2 separate regions of the Gossypium arboreum genome follow, and region 1 is linked to region 2. Evidence: chromatin contacts called from public Hi-C data. All regions are on one chromosome and are shown on one strand. The core of a region is the stretch at or near the end of the contact, and the rest is flanking DNA. Distances in the headings are between cores, read along the strand shown.

Region 1 (7,701 bases), core at 1,987-4,486, 200 kb before region 2:
CCTTGAATTTCAAATTATTATAATAAATTACATTACTGAAAATTTTATATATAATAAATATAATATTTTTTATTAAATTGATAAAGTTAAATTTTATAATATTATAAGTTTAAAATTTCATTCCATGTAATTTTTAAATGTTTAAATTGGAGTTTAAACTTTTATGAGTTGTTGACATAAGGGTTAAACATTTTCTAATGTGCTTTAGTATTACTATTGAAAATTACTTTTGGGAAGTTTTGTTTAAAATTTAAGTGTTTAGTATTGCTGTCAAAAAGTACTTTTGAGAAATAAAATGTCCATTTTAGACATTATATTATAAAGTAACAAATATACATTTAAATAATGTTCAAATTAGTTAATTTTATGATATTTTAGTAAAATATAAATAATAATTTATTATAACTTATTGTTAATATTTTAATATATAATATTAATTTTAAATATTTCTGAGTAATTAATATTAATTATTTATTAAATTTAAACAATCAGAAAATAACTAAACTGAAAGAGAAGAAAAATGAATAACTTGAAGAGAAGAAGAAGAAAAGAAACTCATCAGTGGAGGAATTAAAAGAACTTTGAAAGAAAAAATGGGTATTCTAATGTGTCTTTTGGAGAAGATAAATTGAGATTAAAAATGTAAATAGCAGCAAAAGCACTTTTGACTGAGAAAAAAAATTAAAATTTTCAACTTTTTCATATGTTAAAACGCACTTCTTTTAATTTAAAATTTTTATTCAATTGATACTTGTTTGGCAATACTTTTAAGTGAGAAGTACTTGTTTAAGGAAAAACTCATCTCAAAAGCACTGCTAAACGGGACCTAAATGAAGGTCAAATCATTCAAAATGATCAAATAACCGCCTTTTTCAAAGTCTTCAAATAAGAATTTTTCAAATGTTATATATCAAGCTTCAAAATAATATCATTTGTTCTATTTTAATCATGTAAGAATTCACCTAAAGTTAATGGGATAAAAGCTTTTATTTGAATATTTTGTAAATATTATTTTTATTACCATTTTAAAGATTTGACATTTATACAAACAACTCCTAAAATTATCCTAATTTGAGCTTTAATCGATTTTTTTATTAATTTATAAAAAATCGTAATAATATAACTCAATTTATAAAACAAATGATTTTTATTTTTTTAAATAAATACGAATATAATCTTTTATACAATCCAAAATACAGAAAAAAGAAAGAAAGAATTAAGATGTAAGGATATGTACTAGGGCCTGTAAAGACCTTGAGTTTCACCACAGCCCATAATAGAAGATGGTAACTTGCCAACCTTATCAATCCCTTCTGCAAATACCACGCCCATACCCATATAGAAATGGGATTCTATATGGCAATGGAATGCCCAAGCTCCTGGGTTATCAGCCCTAAACCTCAAAGCAGTCCATCCATAAGGATGTACCGGCACTGTGTTCTTCATAATCGGGTTCACCAAATTATACTTCATTGGATCATTGAACATATCGAACTTCCCTTCCCCATACCCCAATACCCAGAAATCATGTCCATGTAAATGCCAAGGATGCGTCTCACTGGTATTAAGAATCATGGAGTTGGCATTTTGAAGTATAATATCCACAGTTGAGTTGAAGTTCAACCTGTAAACCCCATTGCTCGAAGTAGCATTTTTGTTCTCTTGTACTATACGGATATCATAATTCTGGAAATCGTACCCATCGGGAGGTGGGTTTTGATTGAACACATGGGTTAGATTTTCCTTGAGTGCGATCAAGTAAGGTGTATGAGGAAGTGCGAAAGAGACATTGTTGACCGACCACCGAACATTCCCATTGATCGTGTTTTGTGTGTTGAGGAACACAATGACCCTGTCTGAACGTGAAGGTGGAGTGTGAATGTAACCTTGGCGAGCTTTAATGGCGTGACTCTGAGCTAATCGAGGGTCAGTGTTATTCCATAGAGGAGGAGGTGGAGGAGTTGTGGGAGGAGATCTCCTTGGATGATTTGGATAGTAAACGAAAACGCCGAGACCAGGAGGAGTTTTGGGTGCTGATCGACCAACAATATTGGATGTTATCCAATAATTCCTTGTGGGATCTTGGTCGGCTTTTACTAGGACCGAATATGTCTCTCCCGAGTAAAGGAACAAGTTTTGTACAACAAATGGCTCAACGTAATGCCCATCAGCTTCAACCACTGTCATATTATGACCCTGAAACAGAAACAAATTAGCTTCCAGATTTAAAAACAGGCAAAATTTGAACCCATTTTACAGTCTTAAGAAATACCTCAATTTGGAAGCTGAGGGCTGATAGAGCAGTTAAACTAGAGATTCTCAATCGATAAGTTTTTCCAGGGACTGCTATTAATCTGAAAGGCTCACAATCTGGATTTGTAGCATTGCAAATACCAGCGTCTAAACTTGGAGTAATTAAAGTAGAGCAGTTGAACTTTCCTCTTCCATGGATCAAAAGTGACTCAGGCTCTCCAACCCATTGGAAGGGAATAGCAGACAAGCCAGCAGCTTGTTCATAAGTGCTTTTATGGTACCAATCATTGAGTATAATATTCCGATCATAATCGTAGGTAAAAGGTTCGGATTTTCCATCAGGAAGTCCAACAATGATTGATCCATATAACCCAGCTTCTCTTTGCATCCCATAATGTGCATGATACAAGTATGTTCCAGCCTAAATCCAATACAAATTTTTTTGGAATTTCAGTTTATAAATCTCAAATTAGAAGAAAGAAAAAAAAGCCTTGAAACTTGAAACACAAACTTACTCTGTCGACAACAAACTGATACTTGAAAGTGGTTCCGGGTAAAATCGGACATTGAGTCACTCCTTCAGTTCCATCGAACCAGGGTGTTCCGATCTGTCGAATTCCATGCCAGTGAATTGCAACATTCTCTGTTAACAAACTGTTGGTGAGCTCAACGATGATAGTATCATTTTGCTGTGCGGTGATTGTAGGACCAGGTGTTCGGCCATTGATGGTTATTACCAGTTTCTTTAAACAATCAGGGGACTTGTATTCGTACTTCACTTCCCATTTATACCGACGAATCCGAGCTTCAACGGCCGAACCATTTAACAAAGCTATAATCCCTAATAACCATAGAAATAAGATTACTCTGCTTTTGCATTTTGGTATCAAAACCATATTGCTAAAGATCATGCTTTCAGCTTTCCACTCAGTCAACAAAAAAATTTTGAGTGGTTACACCCTTGGCGTGCAAAGTATATATAGTATGTCGAGGGATAGAGGGTAAAAGTATAATGGAATTTTGTATTAACAGTTAAATTGTATTGTATTTTTATAATTAAAATTAAATAAATTAGTCAATTATATAATTAATTATTTTATTAAAAATTCATCAATTACGTAGTACATATAATATGTTATAGATTATTCTATCAATCATACTAATTTTTAAAAATATAAAAAAATGAAATTGTTAAAAGAAAGAATTAACTTACACTTTAATGTATACTTATTATTTTAATAAAAGTTTCAATAATAATTTTACTAGCATCTATGCCTTTCATACGTGGTCAATTAGTTGGGAAGATCAACACGTCTTTTTCTTTCCCTTTTAGAATTTTCTTGCCTTTTCTAAGATTTTTAGAAATTAAATAATAAATTATTTATTTATTAGTCAAAACAACAATATCATTATAATAAATGCGTGAAAACTGAAATATATTTTTATATTTAGTAAATTAGAAAAGTATAATTATGGCAAATGAATTTTTGGCTTAATAGCATGTTTGAAATTTTGAAAACTAAGAGTTCATATTTAAGTTTCATCAAGCATAAATATATGATTTCTTTTCTATATTTATTTTAGTTAATTAATTTGAGTTGAATTTATTTAAATTTAATTAATTACTTATAAATTATTTTTAATAAATATAAGGTTCAGATATATTATAAGTTTCTGTATTCTTTTAGATTTAAAATTTAGTCTTTATACTTTTATTTTTAAGAATTTAGTCTTTCTACATTTTAGATTTTAAATTTTAGTTTCATTATTAAAATTTTTAAAATTTATTTTATTTAATTTAGATTCATTACAACATTAATTTTTAGTTACATAATTATTTGAAAATGTCACCAAAAAATTTAAAGTATTAATAATTAGACCTAAATTTTAAATTTTAAAAAATAAAAAATTTAAATTTTAAATTTTAATAAAATGAAGGCAAAATATATGCCTGTAGATAAAGAAATTAAGAAAGTCCACTTTTGGCGAATAAACCAGTCAGACAAGTTGAACAGAAGCATATGTATCCTCAAACGAAGAAGCCGAGTAATAACGTGGATTTTCTTCCAAGTTTGTTGACAAGTGCACATGTTAGCATGCCAAAAGAATAAATAGATTATGTTAAAAAGGTAATTTAAAAATTAATCATAAATTTCGTCAACACTAATTAAATAAAAGTATAATTATTACTATTTTATAATTATAATAGGATTTATTTAGACAATACAGATTAATTGAATGAAAGTGTAATTACAATCTTGTCATTATAAAAATTGTAATTCCCTTAATGTGTTTGGTTGATAGAGTAATTATAGTGTAATTTCATGTGCATGTTTAGTAGTACAAACTGTAATTACAGTTATATAATTTATATTTTAAAAATTTTAAAAACTATAAAATATTAGTATAATAATAATTTCTATAAAAAAATTTAAAATCAAATCATCATATGTATTATATTAGTAATAAATATAATAAAAATAAATATCATACATAATTTTATCTAATTAATCTAGTGCATATATATTGGGTTATATTCTCTTTTAATATTTAACATACTCTCCTTATCATCATCTGTTGGTCCTTAATCAAGTTCATCATCATTTGCATTTGAATCGCATCATTAAGATAATCTATATCTCATTCTTCCATATACTCTTCGAAATTTGGATGATATCAATTATGATTTTCTTAACGTTTAAATTATCTTCTAGCAGTGGAAAAGAGGGTCTTTACTTAAGTTTTTAATAAAAATCGGGGTTCATACATCATCAATTAATAGTAAAAATTTAATGTTCTAATTAAAATCACAATTAAATGTCATGCGATAATAAAAACATCCTAAGTCCTAAATCCCATGCCACAGTTCAAATAAAATATTATAAACCTCAAATAATAAAATAAATCAAAAGAATATGTCTTAATAAATTGAAAATAAGTTGGATTATGCCAAGACCCTCCGAATGCCTTGGCCACATCTTAACCTAGTGGGTTATCTGTAAGGATGAAATTAAAGGAGGAGTGAGCTTTGAGGCTCAGTGTGAATCCATTTACAACAAAACCAATGCGACACTCATTAGGACACATTTGTTAACATTGCATAGAATAATCAAGATAGCAATTCAGTTCATAATATCGGTTTTTCAAATGCAACCATCACTAATATATCAGAAATCAAATAACAGTTTTCAAAATAATCAAATCATCAGAATTGCCACAATAATCATATTCCATGCATGTATAGACATATGTACATAGTTTCACGCATATGTATCATAACATAATTTTTAGATTTGTATGCACATGATTTAAATGATGCCATACAGTTTCGGGTTTTAAATAGAATAATTCCTACCCCACTGTTACACACCACAGTAGAATTTCTGCCTAGAACTCCTCTACTTTTGTGCCACATTGTGGATAAACCACTACTGGTTCACAGATAACAATGTCATATTGGTTGTGGACACACAACAAGTCATCGCAATTGGAATCTGTTTTTGGTTGTGGGTTCACAACAAAATTCCTACAGATAAAACCAACTTTTTGGCTATAGATTCTACAACATAAACTCGTCGTTGGAATCGGCCTTTGGCTGTGGATTCACAACAGTACCTACAGATGGAATTTTCCATTTAACTGTGAATACACAGAAATTTGCAAATAAGAATAGTCGGATGGTTATGCTCTGCACTTGTCATTTTTCTTGCAAATATATTGATTGATCTTCCTCCGTTCATATCAACCCAACCCATGTAATGCATTAAAGCATATTAAATAATCTAACTTATGGCCAATCAGTAGTAATTCAAGCTTTTCATGTATTCAATATGAATAATAATATAGACATGTCATTCATAAGATCACAAGTATATATATATACAAAAGTAACATATACTATTCATAATTCATGCAATTATTCATAAATATAAATAAATATCACATTAAATCGATCAATCATGAATTCTAGCATATCTCATCTCATCAGAGACTTATTTGTATAATTTAATTCACTAAAAATAGTTTGAAACCTATTTAGGGACTAATCTGCTCAAAACATAAAATTCTAAGATAAAACTGTAGTTTCTAAGTTACAGGGGACACATGGCTGTTTGACTAGACTGTGTGGGAAGCCTTGGGCTGTGTGGAAAGGGTACACAGCTGTGTGGTAATTCAAAAATTCAACCTACAAGAGAAACACGACCGTACGACAGACCGTGTGAAAGTTGAACATTCTAGTGTTTTAAGGGTGACATGACCCTGTATGAGGCCGTATAGTCCACATACCTGTCCAGTAAACCGTGTGGTCTGGGCTAGGTTTGATTTTGACTCAATTTTTCATAAAAGAACACACACACACCCCCTTAATTTTAGGGTTTCGCATGATGATCCTCACATCCAAGTTTGGCTCAGGACACCTACAATGGGACTTTCAATTGAAAAATATGCAAGAATTAATATCAATGTTCAAGATTTATTGAAATTATAAAGATTTTCGCGAAAACTTGTAAAAGATTCAAAATCGGTTTGAAAGATTATCAAGAATGGTGTTATTCAAATATTCTAAGGTTCTACGAAATTAGAAACAAGAATGCTTATCGATCTTGGCATGTTAGAAACGAGGTCGACAGTGTTACGCTAAATTTATACAAAGAACAGATTGAACGGGACTCGATTTCAAACTCAGGATCAAATTAAAATTTCCTGCAAAAGAAGATGAAGATTTTTATGAAAATGAAATGAATGAATAAAAGAAAAAGATGTATTTAAAGAAGAGAGAAATAAATTCCAATTAGGGTTGAAAAGAAGTAGAAATCCACATGTAATTAGAAAATGGATTAAATAGTTAGGGTTTCAAAAATTTAAAAAGTTGAATGGTAAAAGACCCTTTTTTGCCAAATTGAAAAAAAGAAAAAGAAATAAGGGAGTGGTTTTGACGTGAATCAAACTTGGACACAATAAGGGATTGGAAACCTTACCACTTGGTCTGTTGACCATACTTAGTCATTTTTTACCACATTTAATATATGTACTAGATTGTGTTTGTTTCATAAATGTTGAAAAATAAAAGAGGAAAAATGAAAAGAGTGGGGACTTGAACGTTAGCTCTTTAGGGAGTTTATTAAGCTCTCTACCATCTAAACTAGGGCTTCTTTCTTGATGGTTTTATTAATTCTAACCCTATGATTTTTAGAGTGTTACATGCCCATATTGCAGTAAACATGTAATTGTTTTCTATGCATTTGAATGATAAATAAATAAAGTTAATTCCACATTTTACTATTGTGTCTTTTGTGTTTCCGTTTTTCATGTTTTGCATGCATAGAGAAATTGTGACAAACAAATATTAGCTCATTTGATTGTCTAAGTTCAAACTGATGTTAAGTGGCACTATAAGAACATTTACATTGCGAGAAAGCCAACTTACTTCGGTAGATAATCTAAACG
Region 2 (6,777 bases), core at 549-3,048:
TAACTAACACATTTAAATTTATCAAAAATTTGTTAAGAAATTAATTTAATAAACTTTTTGACTCAATCGAAAAGATAAAATTTAAACTTTTTAAAAACATGTTAATTTATAAACAATTAAGCATAATTAAATAATAAGTTTTAAGAGATTATTATTTTAACAATGATTAAAAATAATAATATTTTGAAAAGTTAGCTTAAATATCTAACATAATTATTGTGAACAATAAAATATATTTTAATATGAAAAAAGTACATTATAAAAGTTTCATGAAAAACAATATATTATATTCTACCAAAGCACGAGATACACTTAGTGGCATTAAAAATTGTTAACTAAAATACAAAATATTTTAATATTTTTATAAATTAGCAATTTGAGAAAACTCTAATCTTGATCTCAGTCTGGTTTATTTTTAAGTGTCAAAATCTCAGTCAAATCCATTTATTTATTTACGACCCTGATTCTAGCTGACAAGTACGGGATCTCATCTTTTTAACCATGCCAGATTAATAGTTAAACTGTAAATTTTGGTTTTTTTATCCTAATAATAATAAAATAACTTAAATAATATGCTCTTAAGATTATTTATCAAAATGATATGTTTATTTCAATATTTTACCGGTGTTACCTAATAAATTGGCGACATCATACTGAAACATGATGACTTAAAATATTCAAAACCTGATATATAAGTTGACAGTGCGTCGGCACCAAACTTTAAATAAAGTAAATTGTTTCCTAAACTCTTTTTGTTTATTATTTCTTTTATTTCTCTTTAACACAAAAAATAGAGAGACTTTTATCAATTAGTCTATAAAGTTTTTTTACTAAAGAGTATTTTTGTAAAAAATCGATTTCAACTAGAAATAAATTTTATTTATTTTAAAAAATAATTTTTTGTTCAAATAATTTTTTAAAATAATTTTTGAAAAATTATTCCGACAAGAATAAAAGAATTTGAACAAAATTATTTTTGAAAAATAAATAAAATTTATTTCCAATAGGAATCAATTTTTTACAAAAAGAAAATTTGATAGAAATTTTTTGAGTAATTGGTAAGAAACTTCTATTTTTTGTATTAAAAGAAAATAAAAGAAAATAATAAATAGAGAAAGTTTATGAAGCAGTTTAACTTATTTAAAGTTTGATGCTCTCACACTATTAACGGACCTAACAATTCTTTTTAACAACCAATCAAAATGAGAAATTTACATATCAAATCCTTGCATATTTTAAGTCAATATATTTTAATCTTGTGTCACTAATTTACCCCAACACTGACAAAATACTGTAGTAAAAGTACTATTTTGATAAATAATTTTATGGATATATATTTAAATTATTAATTTTTTTTATATTATTGATGTAAGAAAAGCCGTATTTTTTATTATTATTACTTCCCACTCTGGCCTCACATGAAAACAAGCAAGGACGGACTCAGTTGATAGTTGAGATGCACAATACACCTCAACTAAAGCGCGTAAGAAACACCTATTCTTCACCGTCGGCCAAGTCTTCGGCTTATACCATTAAAATTCCGGTGTTTTATCCACGTGGAAATACAGCGCGTGGATATGGGTCCTACTAAACGATCCAGTCATTCAATCAATATACCCCTTCGAGTACCTTCTCAATGGCAACACAATAAAAATAAAATAAAATAAATTTTCCTTCACAAGGTTAAGCCACGTGTAAAGTGTATTACACGTGTCAAAAATGACACCCCTCTTCACACGTACGAACGGGCAAAAAAACCACAAAACAACATAGGCATGGCCTACCTTCTCTTGAATCGAAAAACCGAAGGGGATTCAATGACGAAATTTTAACGTAAGGCATCAACCATTGTGATGATGCCACGTGTATCCTCTCATTTTATGTTTCCTCTATAAATAAGCCTCCTAGTCCCAAGCTTTGAAGCACAAAATTCTGGGGCAAAAGAGAAATAAAAACAGTTTCATTTCCATTCTAAGTTTGTGTTTTTGATTTGCCTTTTGTGGGTTTTTTTTAAAAAAAATTCAGCAAAAATGTTTATTGAGAGTTTTAAGGTAGAGAGCCCCAATGTGAAGTACACGGAGAATGAAATTCAGTCTGTTTACAACTATGAAACTACAGAGCTTGTTCATGAGAACAAAAATGGAACCTATCAATGGGTTGTTAAACCCAAAACTGTCAAATATGAATTCAAGACTGATATCCATGTCCCTAAATTGGGGTTAGAATCCAAATCTGCCCATCATTTGTTTTTTTGCCATTTCGATTTTGATTATTTTGATTTTATTTATTTATATGTTTTAGGGTGATGCTTGTGGGATGGGGAGGAAACAATGGTTCAACCCTCACCGGAGGTGTTATAGCTAACAAAGAGTGAGTTTTGTACTTTCTAGATAAAAGATCTGATTAATTTTGATTTGTTTTCTTTTCTCCTTTTTTTTTTTTTTTTGGATTTTTGAGATATGGGTAATGATGGGTTTTCTCAGGGGTATCTCTTGGGCTACTAAGGACAAGGTACAACAGGCTAATTACTTTGGTTCATTGACTCAAGCATCAACGATCCGAGTTGGGTCTTACAATGGAGAAGAGATTTATGCTCCATTTAAGAGTCTTCTTCCTATGGTATACGAATTATAAACCCAGATTTAGTTTTTAATTTACTAGTTTGCTACTTAATGCTTAATGCTTGATAAATGAATGAATAAAGGTGAACCCAAATGATATTGTGTTTGGAGGATGGGACATTAGTGACATGAACCTAGCTGATGCAATGGCTAGGGCCAAGGTTTTCGACATTGATCTGCAAAAGCAACTGAGACCCTACATGGAATCCATGGTCCCACTCCCTGGAATCTACGATCCTGATTTCATTGCTGCTAACCAAGGTGAACGTGCCAATAATGTCATGAAGGGGACCAAGAAAGAACAAGTTCAGCAGGTCATCAAAGACATCAGGTATATAATCAACTCCAACCCTCCAAACTGTATTTGTTAAGCTTGTAGAACAGGAAAAGTAGCTGAATTTTTTAACATTTGATTGGGTAAATCAGGGAGTTCAAAGAGAAAAACAAGGTGGACAAGGTTGTTGTACTCTGGACTGCAAACACTGAGAGGTACAGCAATGTCATTGTGGGGCTAAATGACACCGTGGAAAGCCTTATGGCTTCTTTGGAGAAGAATGAATCAGAGATTTCTCCTTCCACTTTGTATGCTATTGCTTGTGTTCTTGAAAATGTTCCTTTCATCAATGGCAGCCCACAAAACACCTTTGTTCCAGGTTCTTAATTTAGCTCAGCTGTCTTCCTAATTTTATAAATTGTAATGACGAGTAAATGTAATAACCTCTACAAGTGACTCTTATTGTATTCAGGGTTGATTGATTTGGCTATTCAAAGGAACTGTCTGATTGGAGGAGATGACTTCAAGAGTGGCCAGACCAAGATGAAATCTGTCCTCGTGGATTTCCTTGTTGGGGCTGGTATCAAGGTATAAATCTTTTGACTTTATGGCACTATCACCGTAATTGTTATAATAAGCAATTAGTACCAATATAATTGAAGTAAAAAGTTTAAGTGTTTGGTAGCTTATGTGTCAATAAAATGTAAATAATATGACATTGATAGGTGGTTGTACTAATGGTGATGATAAATTGACAGCCAACATCGATAGTGAGTTACAACCATCTGGGAAATAATGATGGCATGAATCTGTCAGCACCCCAAACCTTCCGTTCCAAGGAGATCTCAAAGAGCAATGTTGTTGATGACATGGTTTCAAGCAATGGAATCCTCTATGAGCCTGGTGAACATCCTGATCATGTTGTGGTCATCAAGGTAAATATTTTTTTACCCATCTGTGTCTGTTTCGGCACTTGTGAGTGGTGACCTTAAAGCTTTTTTGCTTGATTGGTCTTAAAATGTGTACTTTGTCTTCCTTGTATTATAGTATGTGCCGTATGTGGGAGACAGCAAGAGAGCCATGGATGAGTACACATCAGAGATATTCATGGGAGGCAAGAACACCATTGTGTTGCACAACACGTGTGAGGATTCCCTGTTGGCTGCTCCCATTATCCTAGATTTGGTTCTCCTTGCTGAACTTAGCACCAGGATCCAGTTCAAGGCTGATGGAGAGGTATGACCCTTAGAACTTTGTGGACTCTTCTGGGTTGACCCTTAACACATATTTATGCAAAAACATTGATGTTGAATTTTGGTTTTGCAGGGCAAGTTCCACACTTTCCATCCTGTGGCTACAATCCTCAGTTACCTCACCAAAGCCCCTCTTGTGAGTCCAAAGCATCCCTTTGTCTTTTCCTGTAACTCTGGCCTACTAAAAATATAATAATAATTAATAATAAAACGGGGGTGGGGAGGGGTGACACCTTCACCAATAAAACATTGATATTATTGTCTTGAATTAAATGTTAACTCAACTGTTTATGGTTTAAGTGGGAAACAAGGAATCGCAAATTCACTTTATGGTGCCTCTTTGTGATATATTTCATGTGACCATCAATGATTTTATGTAAAGCTGCTTCTGTCTATTTCACGTGAAGCAACTGGTGAGGGGGGACACAATATTGAATTAAAGTTTGTGAACTTTTATGTCAAATTTCAGTTCAAGAATGTGAATAGAATCATGAGAATCACTTGAATCAGAAGTCAAGTGATTGTGAAGAAATTTACTGAGAACTGACATTGTTTTGGCAAAAAACAGGTTCCACCAGGCACACCGGTGGTGAACGCACTGTCCAAGCAGCGTGCAATGCTGGAGAACATACTAAGGGCCAGCATTGGCTTGGCTCCTGAAAACAACATGATTTTGGAATACAAGTGAAAAAGTTGAGAGAAAAGTGGAACAAAGCTTTGGTTCTTAGAACTTTAGGACCATTTTCCCTTTCTCTGTCGTTTTCATAAAAGCTGTGGTTACTGTTGTCACAGATTGTAACGGTTGTATGATGGTTTATGCTATGCTTCTTTTTTTCTCATTTATTTTCAAGTGGCGCTCATGTTTGTAGCTCACTCTTGAGCCAAGCACCTCTTTTGTGGAAATAGATATGATAGTATGAATTTTCGTAACTGGACAATCTTTTATTGCTCTTATCATATGGTTTGATACAAGGCCAAGAATCACTTTGGATTGAAAATTGACATTGATAATTTGATTGGATTAATCAATGCATCATTAAAAAGGCCTAGTCTTTTTAGCCAAAAATAAAAGGACCAATGTTTGAGTATGGTCCCCCTGCCACTCACCGTTCTCTCAATGCCTGACATGTGGTGGGCTCTCGAGATTATGGTACAGTGGGGGACATGATTGTCACACATTCAAGTCCATAAATTGAGAATTTATAACATGGATGGATCACGCAACTAGCCACTTATCAATGTAGGATAGTGGTCCCTTATACATTTTAACCTTTGATAAGGATCTTATGCTATATAATTGGTAAATTTTGTGAGAACTCCTAGCCAAACAGCAGCTGTTCTATTTCACATGTGATCGTCTGTCTCTGAGAATCGAGTACCAAGGAATCTAAAAAAGTAGTTGAATGATTGCTTATTTATACAGTTTATAGGACTTTGTAAATTTGCAAGCGTGTTTCCGGAGTACGTGCCACTGTAGTAACCATTGGCTATGGTTACCAATGCTCATGGTTAGCCAGCATGATAACGTTTCTGTTGGTTGGACCACAAAAATTAAGCCATGGGGTCCCCCAATCTTAAATAGATTTCAAGTAGGGGCAAATGGGATGGCTTCGGCGGGCTCAGATCGGGCTTTCTTTGGATTCAGATTTTTTTGAGATTATTTTTTTTTAGATTTAGGCTCGGATCAAGCAGATTTTGATGGATTAAAATAATTTTAAATTTTCATATTATAAATATTTTAATTTTAAAGATAATAATTCATTTTATTTTTATTTGATGACAATGCAATTCAGATTTACCTTATAAAAATATAAATTATATATTTAAATTGCTCATTGCATGTGTAAAATTTATTATATAATATATATTAATTGATGAAAATATCTTTTATTGTTATATTATATTGACAATAGATTAACTTTTGTTTTTCTTATTAATTTTATAAACTCAACACTCATGTTCCAAAATATTTATTTTAAATCCAAAATTTATTATAATAAGCTCAAACACAAATAATATATCTATTATTATTCTAAAATCTAATCCAAAATAAAAGAAGGGTAAACTACAAAAATAATCACTCAACTATGCCTTTGGTTCTATTTTGGTCACTCAACTATTAATTTTATCAATTTAGTCACTAAACTTTTCGAAATTAAACATTTTAGTCACTCTCCTGTTAGTTGTCGTTAGATAAGTGATAAAAAGCTAACATGAGCTTTTTTTATTGGTCTAATAATAAATTTAGCCTTTCAAAGTTTACACATTCTATCAATTTGATCTTAAATATAATACATTCAACAATTTTAGCTTTTAATGTTTACAAAATCTCCTTTTAGTTTAAATTCTAAAAATTCAACAAATTTAATGCTCAACATTTATATAATTTTTAGATTTAATTCTAATTCTAGAAATTTCAAAAATATTTTTCTAAAAAATATATCAGATAAAATATATCTTTTCCTTTTTTTTAAATCACATCATACAATCAGTTTTACAACATTTAAAAAAAATCTTCGATTCAAACATGGGTCAACTAGTGGCCAAAAAAAAAACATGGATGAATGTAATTGCAAGAGTCTAAATCTAGTTACGAAAATGAGATAGAATGCCATTATGAGACTCAAGA

The links. A called contact is a pair of places that touch in the nucleus more often than the background predicts.
Region 1: a Hi-C map of leaf shows a contact between it and region 2, with 1.9 times the contacts expected there. The contact joins the promoter of LOC108466525 here to the promoter of LOC108467035 in region 2. A contact is called at or near these places in 2 of 5 Hi-C or Micro-C datasets (both in leaf).

What each region holds. Positions count from the first base shown.
Region 1 is chr2:7,432,203-7,439,903 of ASM2569848v2, reverse strand. It overlaps LOC108466525 (L-ascorbate oxidase), which reads right to left and starts at 3,236. Exons shown (of 3, transcript XM_017766890.2): 1 at 2,769-3,236; 2 at 2,273-2,674; 3 at 1,129-2,196. The coding sequence starts at 3,164. The coding sequence ends at 1,237.
Region 2 is chr2:7,234,780-7,241,556 of ASM2569848v2, reverse strand. It overlaps LOC108467035 (inositol-3-phosphate synthase), which reads left to right and starts at 1,798. Exons shown (of 10, transcript XM_017767491.2): 1 at 1,798-2,218; 2 at 2,302-2,370; 3 at 2,484-2,619; 4 at 2,705-2,952; 5 at 3,048-3,274; 6 at 3,368-3,483; 7 at 3,654-3,830; 8 at 3,943-4,131; 9 at 4,222-4,284; 10 at 4,717-5,078. The coding sequence starts at 2,031. The coding sequence ends at 4,836.